2 separate regions of the Rattus norvegicus genome follow, and region 2 is linked to region 1. Evidence: chromatin contacts called from public Hi-C data. All regions are on one chromosome and are shown on one strand. The core of a region is the stretch at or near the end of the contact, and the rest is flanking DNA. Distances in the headings are between cores, read along the strand shown. Region 1 holds the start of Slc38a6 (solute carrier family 38, member 6). Region 2 has its middle 30 kb from the start of Tmem30b.

The links. A called contact is a pair of places that touch in the nucleus more often than the background predicts.
Region 2: a contact with region 1 is called in a Hi-C map of the A7r5 cell line, with 2.7 times the contacts expected there. The contact joins the enhancer-like site here to the promoter of Slc38a6 in region 1. A contact is called at or near these places in 2 of 12 Hi-C or Micro-C datasets (the A7r5 cell line and mammary epithelial cells).

The regions. Positions count from the first base shown.
Region 1 is chr6:97,721,382-97,725,861 of GRCr8, reverse strand. It overlaps Slc38a6 (solute carrier family 38, member 6), which reads right to left and starts at 2,336. Exons shown (of 16, transcript NM_001013099.1): 1 at 2,170-2,336; 2 at 609-739. The coding sequence starts at 2,277. Trmt5 (tRNA methyltransferase 5) reads left to right here and starts at 2,463. Exons shown (of 5, transcript NM_001396073.1): 1 at 2,463-2,515; 2 at 3,994-4,480. The coding sequence starts at 2,511.
Region 2 is chr6:97,958,758-97,963,237 of GRCr8, reverse strand. No RefSeq gene overlaps it. Among named protein-coding and RNA genes, the nearest start is that of Tmem30b, 30 kb to the left of the region's middle. Within about 2 kb of position 2,542, at least 6 of the 93 cell types and tissues checked have an H3K27ac peak or open chromatin away from gene starts, as enhancers often do. A contact at or near this core is called in the A7r5 cell line, where this site is marked.

The sequences.
Region 1 (4,480 bases), core at 1,087-3,586:
TTAAGTATACTCTATAAGGTTCACCTCAAAACAGCACTGTACCACACTTCAGAACTATTAGCCATGGTTACTCTATTTGGTAGCCTCCCCACCTTTTGGTTAAACAATAACAATTCCTAAAATAAAGTACCTTGTTTTTTTACATCCTTATCCTCTGTGCCCTATGGACCCCATTAATGGCTGACCAGGAAAGGTGCTTATCTACCACATGACATTCTAAACACATACCTTATCTCCAAAGCTTCCCCTAGCAACAACCTGCCCAAGAGGGAAAATTTTCAGTGGCCTTCCCTTTCTTTTTTGTGCTCTACAACCACCATAGCCTGTGAGTCAACAGGTTCTGATTCTTACACCAGAGTCCCGCTTTGCAGGTGCTGTTTGAAATAAAGCCCATGCTATCTTACAGTCACAGGTTCCCTTCTTGATGTTTCTACAAGAAAGCCCATCCCCTCAAGCAAAGCATGACTGTATGTAGCATTCCTCCAAAACAGGCTAGTTAGGCTAGTTAACAAAACAGCGCTAAAACCTCGGAAATAATTCAACTAGAAATTGTAGACCGGTAACTTCTGGAATCAAACGTGATGATAAAATACGAAAGCAGGCCTCACCTAAATCCAAGGATACCCGTGTTAGCCATCACATAAGCCAAGCCAAGGATGCCACTTCCCATGATGGCGTTCATCACATTAAAGACGGAGAGACCAAATGAAGCACCAGAGGATCCCTGTCTGCGAGGTTCCTGTAAACACACCATTTAACCACATTAAAGGTCTGATGGAGGAAGTTAAAGTATGTCGAAACACCACTGACAAATTATGGAGCCCTTCTACAAACTTGAGGATTTGTGTAAACCAGGACATGGCTACTTCTTTTGTCCACGTAACACAGTCATTTGAGAAGAGGGAATCTCAAGTGGGAGAACGCCCTCAAGAGACTGGCCTGTAGGAAAGCAGGGGTGGGGATGGGGGGGGGTGGGGAGGCTATTCCCGATTGATGTGAAAAGACAGCTGTTTTAGGTGGGAGCATCACTGATCAAGCCTTCCTGGGGATGAAGGAAATCAAACTGCACAAGCCAGAAAGGGCAAGTCAATATTTCCTCTGTGACCTCTGTTTCAGTTTCTGCCTTCAGATCCGGGCTCTGACTTCCCTTCAAGAAGGACTGTAGCTGTAAAATGGAATCAACTCTTCCCTTCCCAGCTTGCTTTCTGTCATGGTTGTTATCACACCAAGAGAAAGCAAATTTGGACACAACACTTGTTCCTTTTCCTTCAGTTTGACCTGTTGATGCAACTCAAGGAACCTAGTCTTCCAGGAAAACTACCCCCTTCAGTACAGGGCCCAGGCTACTTTCAGTAGGAGCCAAGACCTTGTGACTTCAAGAGATCAAGATAGGGTAAGCTCGGGGTGGAGACTGGGAGAAGGAACAGGCCTCAGCTCACGTGCTTCCTGAAGAATCCCAGTGTCAGCATGGAACTTCTGTCCCTAACTCTTCCTCCCCAAGTACTAGGACCGCAAAACAAACCTTTTATTTATATACCCAATGAATTAAGTCCTCCCAGCAAGAAGTATGATCAGGAATAGCTTACAGGGACAACATAAGCAAAACCTCAGCTGTTACAGTCCAGAGATTCAGTTAAAAAGAGGAGTGCCAGGACTGGAGAGCAGCTCTGAGTTAGGGTGCTTTTCTAGCATGCCCAAGGTCCTGGGCTGGACATTCGGGGCCGAAGAGGGTGCGAGAGGGGGAGGGGGCGCTTGGGACACAGCCCACTACACCGGCTTTAGGTTAAGGACGACCCATGTACACATTACCTGAGACCTCTCCTCGTCTTCACTTACAGGGACTGCTGTATTAAAGTGTCTACAGCTCACCTTTCCCTTCACCCCATGATTAAACCCAGAAAACAAACATCGTGTGATGTTCTTACAAAGACCTCACAGGTCTAGAGGGTTTAAACAGAGGCGACAAAGACACAAAACAATCACCCCGCCGGTGTTCCAAGCCTCACTGTTGACTGAGTGCTCCATGCTGCTACCACATTCCAAATTCGGCTAGGGTCAGCGGTTCGGGCCCCTTTCCAGGGTCAGTCCCCTCCAGTCCAGGGCTCTTCTTGCAAGCTCTGGAGGATGCCGAAGCGCAGTAGCCCAGCACTGCCAGCGAAGCCCACTTACGTTGCTTAGCAACGGACTCCACTCTTCTGCAGCCACCGCCTCCTCCGGCTGCTGGACAGATACGTACCAGCCAGGCTCGGCTTCTATACTGTACCGGGACGCCTGCATGGTACTTCGCGACCGACTGCCTAGTAAATCAGCGAGTCGCTTCCCCTAGCCCCAAGCGCCCCGGCTGAGCGGCTCCAGGGGGCGGAGCTACGGGCCTGACCCTTCCCGGATTCCGTAGCAAATCGCGGCCCGGAAGAGAGGCGCAGAGTCCACAGGGTCTGTACGCTGCCTTCACGGCCAACAGTGATGACGTCACCATCCGCAGAAGACCCATTTCCGAGCTGCACCAGAGCATGAGGTGAGGGTTTGGGTCTTAATCCGGCCTCGACTGTTGCTGGATCTGGAAAGATGCAGCTGGTTAGAGAGCCGTAGACTTTCGTGTGATGCAAAAGACCCGGTGGTACTGCCGTGGGACCCGTGCTCTCCTTTCTCGCCCAAGGAGCGCAAAAAGGCCGCCAGGCCATTCATCTCATTGTCCCCGAGCCCGAGCCCTTGGTACCGGGGCTGGTCAAACGCATGGTGAGGACTAGTGTAGCTCAGTGGTAGAGGTATTGCCTAGCATGAGTAATGCCCAGGATTAGGTTCCCAGTACCACAAATTTTTTTTCGTGGTGTTTAATCTACATTTTACAAATGGAAGACGGACAACTACATTTACAGTGTCAGTAAACTAGCAGTCGGCACTAGTTCCTTAAGTATGAGTGCAAACGTAAACTTCATTGTTTTATATTATAGGGCTCTGTAACAGGATCGTTTACCATTTACTTGGTATTTTAAAAGATGAAATGAATCACTAGTATTGTGCTTCACACAGCACAGTATAGTCTTGTCATCAAAATACTGAAGCTTTTAGCTAGAGGCATGGCATATGGCAGTACAGTATGAAAGGCACCCTAACAGTAGACTAAGGTCATGTGGGAAGGGACAAATCTCATGTGTCTAGACCAGCCTGGAGGATGTCCTTAACTTTTGATCTGCTTTCTGAGTGCCTGCACCACCACGCCCAGGTTATGTAGTGCTGAAGCCCATGGATTTGCATAAGCATGCTAGGCACACACTCTTCCAACTAAGCTGTATCCCCAGCTTTAAGGTCATTGTTAACTAAGGCTTTTGTTTTTTGAGGTCTGGTCTCAAATGCATTACAGACTGACCTTGAACTTCTAATCCTCTTTATTTCCTCAAGCTGAGATTACAGGGAGGCCTCACCATATATGTGATGCTGGGGATAACCCCCAAGACTTCATGCATGCTAGGCAAAGACTGTAATGGACTTTTAAGCCTTGTTGAGCCACTTAGCAGCTACATAACTTTGGGTGAGTAACCTACCCCTTAGCTTACAAACTTCATAACACAGCTTCTGATACAACAGCCCATAAGAATAAATAAAATAAGATCCCATAAGAATATCCTAGTAAATATCGCCATTGGTGACAGCATATAAAGTGATCATTTCATTTAGAAATGTCCCTTAACTCAAATTTCATGCTTCTCATTCTGTGTGTGTTCTATAGAAAATTGTGAGCAGAGTTCTTTGGGTGCAGGGAGGCTGCTAGACCACTAATCTTTGTTACAGAGGCAAGTAGACTGAACACGCAAATGTATTGTTTACTAGGGACAATGATCATACCTGCAAGAGAGACTGCCCTCCCTTGCCATCCAAACCTTTTGTCAGCACTTGGCAGGGGATTTGAAGGAGAATTTATATTTTCATTCTCAAAAGCCATTGTGAATGTGCTCACATGTAGTTTGATGGTGTTTTTTTGGTTATTTTCCCTAGAATCTTACTGAAGCCATTTGGATTCTCAAGACTTCTGCAAGCCGAATGGTGTTACCTCAGTGAATCAATATTGTTGTTTACACTGGTACCGAGACTTAGGAAAGCATCTACTAATTTCTTATTGGGTCAAAGACAAGGGTTCTCAACCATGCCAGAAGCGGAAGCAAGCGTGAGAGATAGGGAGTTGTTTTCACCACCCTCTGATGTTCGAGGAATGACAAAACTTGATAGAACAGCTTTTAAAAAGACAGTGCCCATCCCCGTGCTTAAGGCGAGGAAAGAAGTAGTCAGCAGATTGATGCGAGCCCTCAGGAGAGTAGCGCTGCAGCGCCCGGGCATAAAGCGAGTGATTGAGGACCCCAAGGATGAAGACAGTAGGCTGATCATGTTGGATCCCTACAGAATGCTTACCAGTGATTCCTTTGAGAAACCAGAACTCAGTGCTTTAAAAGAACTTGATGTCAACCCACAGTTATCACAGTACAAC
Region 2 (4,480 bases), core at 1,293-3,792, 240 kb before region 1:
TTCTTTCTGACAATCATTTTTTCCTTTGGGGAGAAAAGGTAAAAATTGCCTTATCCACGAAGTTCACCCTCAAAATAGCGGGTATGATATCTAGGTGTTAATCTAAAGAATAGATTGAAGTAGAGGCTTCACTTCAAAAGAATGTATCCCCTCTCTCAAGACCTCTCCCGGGAGTGTCAAGTTCAATCTGGAATTCCTGCTGAGAAATGACCACATGTGAAGGCCAGGACCAACTGGGTGTTGGTGTAGCCTGTGAACAACAACTCCACACTCTGCCAGTTAGCCTCTCTGCTGAGTGGTTTAAGTGAAGTCCACAACCTGCTTACTGAAGAGAAAAAGGCTTCCTTAATCCCGCCCAAGGTTCAAGGGCCATGATGGGAAACTGGTTCTGCTAAGAGCTCGCCAAATTGTTTGAGAGGAACAGAGTTTGCTCTGCTGTGCGGTAATCCTAGCGACCGGAGGGAGGTAAGATGCTGTAGCCTTTGGTGGGCTCATCTAAGAGAACAAGATTAAAAGGCAGACCAAGCAGTGCAAACCTCAAGTTTGAAGGATCAGAATTCTTCCCTCCCCAACAGCACTCTTCACAGGCAGAGACCTTTGTCTTCTCCCCCCCACCACCCCCCAACCCCGGAGCTGAGGACCGAACCCAGGGCCTTGCGCTTGCTAGGCAAGCGCTCTACCACTGAGCTAAATCCCCAACCCCCGACCTTTGTCTTCTTTACCCATAGGTTTGTGTCTACATTCTTTAGGGTCAACATATGGTGTTTTGCATCCCCAGAGCAAAATACTGGACAAGCTACTTATCAAGTTGTTACGGAGAGTCAGTGTCCAGCGAGCACAGAGGACTGCAGTTTAGTCTGCTTCGCTGCAGGGTCCACAGTAGCAGTGAGAGCAAGCAGGTAACTGCTATTGAAGTAGAGACATCAGACATCCTTATTTTATAACATCCACTCCTGAGAATCCAAGAGGCCACTCAAGATCTCACACCTGATAACGTCAGGATCTTCCATGGACCCCACATTAATGGTTCTGTTCCTTCCCAAAACACCACCCAAGAGACCAAGGATTTCATCACATGGGATCCTTAGGGGACACTCAACCATGAGAAAAGTACAGTAATATTTCTCCTGGTACCGTCCAGGTGATGAGACGGAGCTGGTGGGCCGAGGAAGCAGTTAGATGATGAGTTAGTTTGATAACCACAGTGGCCTAAAGCAACTGAGGAAGATATAGGTTTATGTCACAACGCCATCATCACAGAAACCTAGGCAGGAACTTAAAGGCAGGAACCTGGAGACAGGAACAGGTGCAGAGACCACAGAGAAACACTGCTTACTGGCTGGTTCCTCCTGACTTAGTCTGTTTTCTTTTACAACCCAAAACCAGATGCTCAACGGTGCTCTACCCACAATGGTCTGGATCCTTCCACGTAAACTGCCAATCATGAAAAGCCCCACAGGCTTGTCTATGGTCTAATCTGATAGGAGCATTTTTTTCATCGAGGTCTCCTTTTCTCAGATGACCAGCTTGGATTGAGGTGATAGAAAACAAACAAACAAACAAACAAACAAACAAACAAGAAGAACAAGGGATGACCAGCAGAGCACAGGGATGACCAGCAGAGCACAGGGATGACCAGCAGAGCACAGGGATGACCACCAGTACCTGTCTCTACCACAAGGACAGCCAGATTCCCTCCGGATAGAAAGCTGGAAATTCCCAGGAGTTTTCTAACCTCCTCCTTTAGTAAATGTTCATATAGGCAGAGAAAACTTTAAAATTAACCTTTTTTTTTACTCATTCCAAAATTAAAGGGATGTCTTCTATTGGCTCGCCATTAATAATTCCCTCCCTTAAATTCACACATGCCTTGGCAGTCTTCCAGCATGTTTGTGTAATGGCATAGCAAGATTTGGAAGGCAGAAATTCATTCTCAGAGAAAAGCTAATGACTCATTTTCCCTATCAATTTAATCATCTTCTATCCATTCTTTTCAAAAGTATTCACAATGTTCTCCTGCCGCCCACAACAAGCTAAGAATAAGCATCCAAATTCCTGGGCAATCAAGGAAGAAAGCTTGGCGAAAGGAGTGTCAATGTCTCTTTGAGTGCGTTTGACCCCACATTGACCTGACTCCGACTCGTCCTACCTCCGAGGGGCTCTCACAGCGTAAGAGCCCACCACAGAGTTCAGACTTTCCTGCTTGGGCACGGTCAGCTTGGCGTTCCTGGAGGCGGGTAGATGGGGAAGAAATCCATTAACTAATCACCAGCGAGGCTGCCCTAGAACCTCTGTGCACGGTGAGGCTCTCTGAAAAAAAAATCACTTAGATACCAATAAGCTGTGGGAGTGGCGAGCACGTAGCATATTTTTTGTTTCTACAAAGCTAAAAAGAGATAAACCTACGCGTTTGATTTAAACCCCTGAATAGTTTAGAAACAGAAATGAAAGTGTTTTTTTCTCTGCCCCCACAAGTACCACCACACTTTTTGGGTTAGTCCAGAGTGGTGCGCGCATGCCCCATTCTCCCAGCAGAGGTCGCTGCTGCCCACCATAATCTTCAAAGGCCCTTTCCCTTGTCTAGTTAACTGCAGTGGCTTTAGACAGAGGCTACAGGGTGAAATACATTAGTCTTTAGAGATGGAGAAGAAAAGAATCTGTGGTTTGGGGAATCAAAAGGATCGAAATGTTGGAGAAAGTGATACTTTAATGCGTCTGGGCCGAATAGGCTTCAATCTGGACAAACTGGTCAGAGTTCTTTTGGTAAAATGACAGCCTAGCTCCATTCTCATTAAACCTGCCCGATCTCTTTCTTTTCTGAGTGTCACCATCAGCTGAGAAAATAGAGACAGGAAGGCCTGGCAGTGCATGCTGTTGCCCACCTGCCGTTCTCAACAGGATACTCATCACATTGTTCAGGGTCGCATCTGTGACACAGCTAATCACCCAATGTGCTCCAACCTTGGGTGTCCCAGAAGATAGTCTAACCTCAGTTGGGGGCGGGGTAGGCTTTAGTGGTAGCAGCTTCCTTCCTCAGGAACTTAGCAAGTCCAGTAGGTTGTGAGGGCCAGGTCAGGTCTCTGCCTACATGCGATAAGTTCCCACCTCCCTATTTGGCGTGTTCCTCTGGGTAGCGAGCGGGCTGTCCTGACCAAATGCTGATATGGCTCTGGCTGCACAGGTGTGGGTTCTAACCCCGAAGGTGACCCGCTGCGCACTGCACATGGCTGCATCCCCAGTGACATTAGAAATAAAACACTCCAGGCTTAGAAATCATTGGTTAAGATCACATACTGCTCTTTCAGAAGACCCGAGCTTGGTCCCTAGCACCCACATGGTGGGATGGGGGTGCGAATGTGTAACTCCCAATAGCCTTTAATTCCAGCTCAAGGATGCCACCTTCTGGATCCTGTGAGCATCTACATCCACAAACGCGCAACACGGACGCACCCAAACACACGTAATTAAAAAGAAATCAGATAAATAAATTTTTAAACGAAGCATTTCTTTTTCAGTTTCTCTGGATCCATCAGGGGCTAACCACTAGCATTTAAATCAAATATTTAGAAGGATCAGGGAGGGTAGGTTAGTGGTAGAAAGCTAGGGTAGCTGCCTTGGGCCATGAGTTTTATTTCTAGCATGGAAAAATGTAAAGGTAGGACAAAAGCTTTGTTTTTTCAGAACTGTTTTAGGACCAAAGCAAAAAGTAGGAACTACAGAAGGTTTCTACATACTCTCAGCACCCCGAATCCTGGCCCGTTTGTTACAACCCCTAAACCCGCACAATTATCTGCCAAAGTCCATACTCATATTAGGGTTCCCTTTTTGTGCCTCTAGTCTGGACAAATGGATAGTGACCCAAGTCCAGCATTACAGAGCAGTGTGGTTGTCCTAAACTCCTGTGTGGTCTGCCAAGTCGCCCCCTCTTCATCTCTAATCCCTGACCACCACTGTTCACCTCTCAGTGGGTTTGCTCTTCCAGAGTGCCGTAGAGTGATACAGCACGTGGCCTCCTTCAATGCATATTCCTGTACATGTGTTCATGGCTTGATAGCGTGTACCTGTTCATTGTTGAGTAATATTTCACTGCTTGTATGTCAACTCACCTCCTGAAAGATACCCCAGTTGATTCCAGATTGAGGGAATTATGAAGCTGCACTAAACATCTTCAGGCAACAGGGGTTTCAGTGCCTCACAGCTGGTCAAAGGGCTGAGAAAACTCTCTGGTGAGTTTTCGTTGCCCTAAAATCCTGTCTGATCTGCCAATTCATGTTAAATGGGATGTCTGTGTCAAGCTCCCTCTGCAAGAGTCAGAAGAAATGAGAGAGTTTCAGGGCCAGGCAGAGTGCTATGAAATGAAATCTTCCATGGGTGGTGGCCACGGTGCTTACGAACCCGCTGTAGTCACCTGCACCGTACTGCACCGAGACCAGTTATTCCAGCCGGCAACACTAATTAACTCAGTAGGTTTAAAAATAAA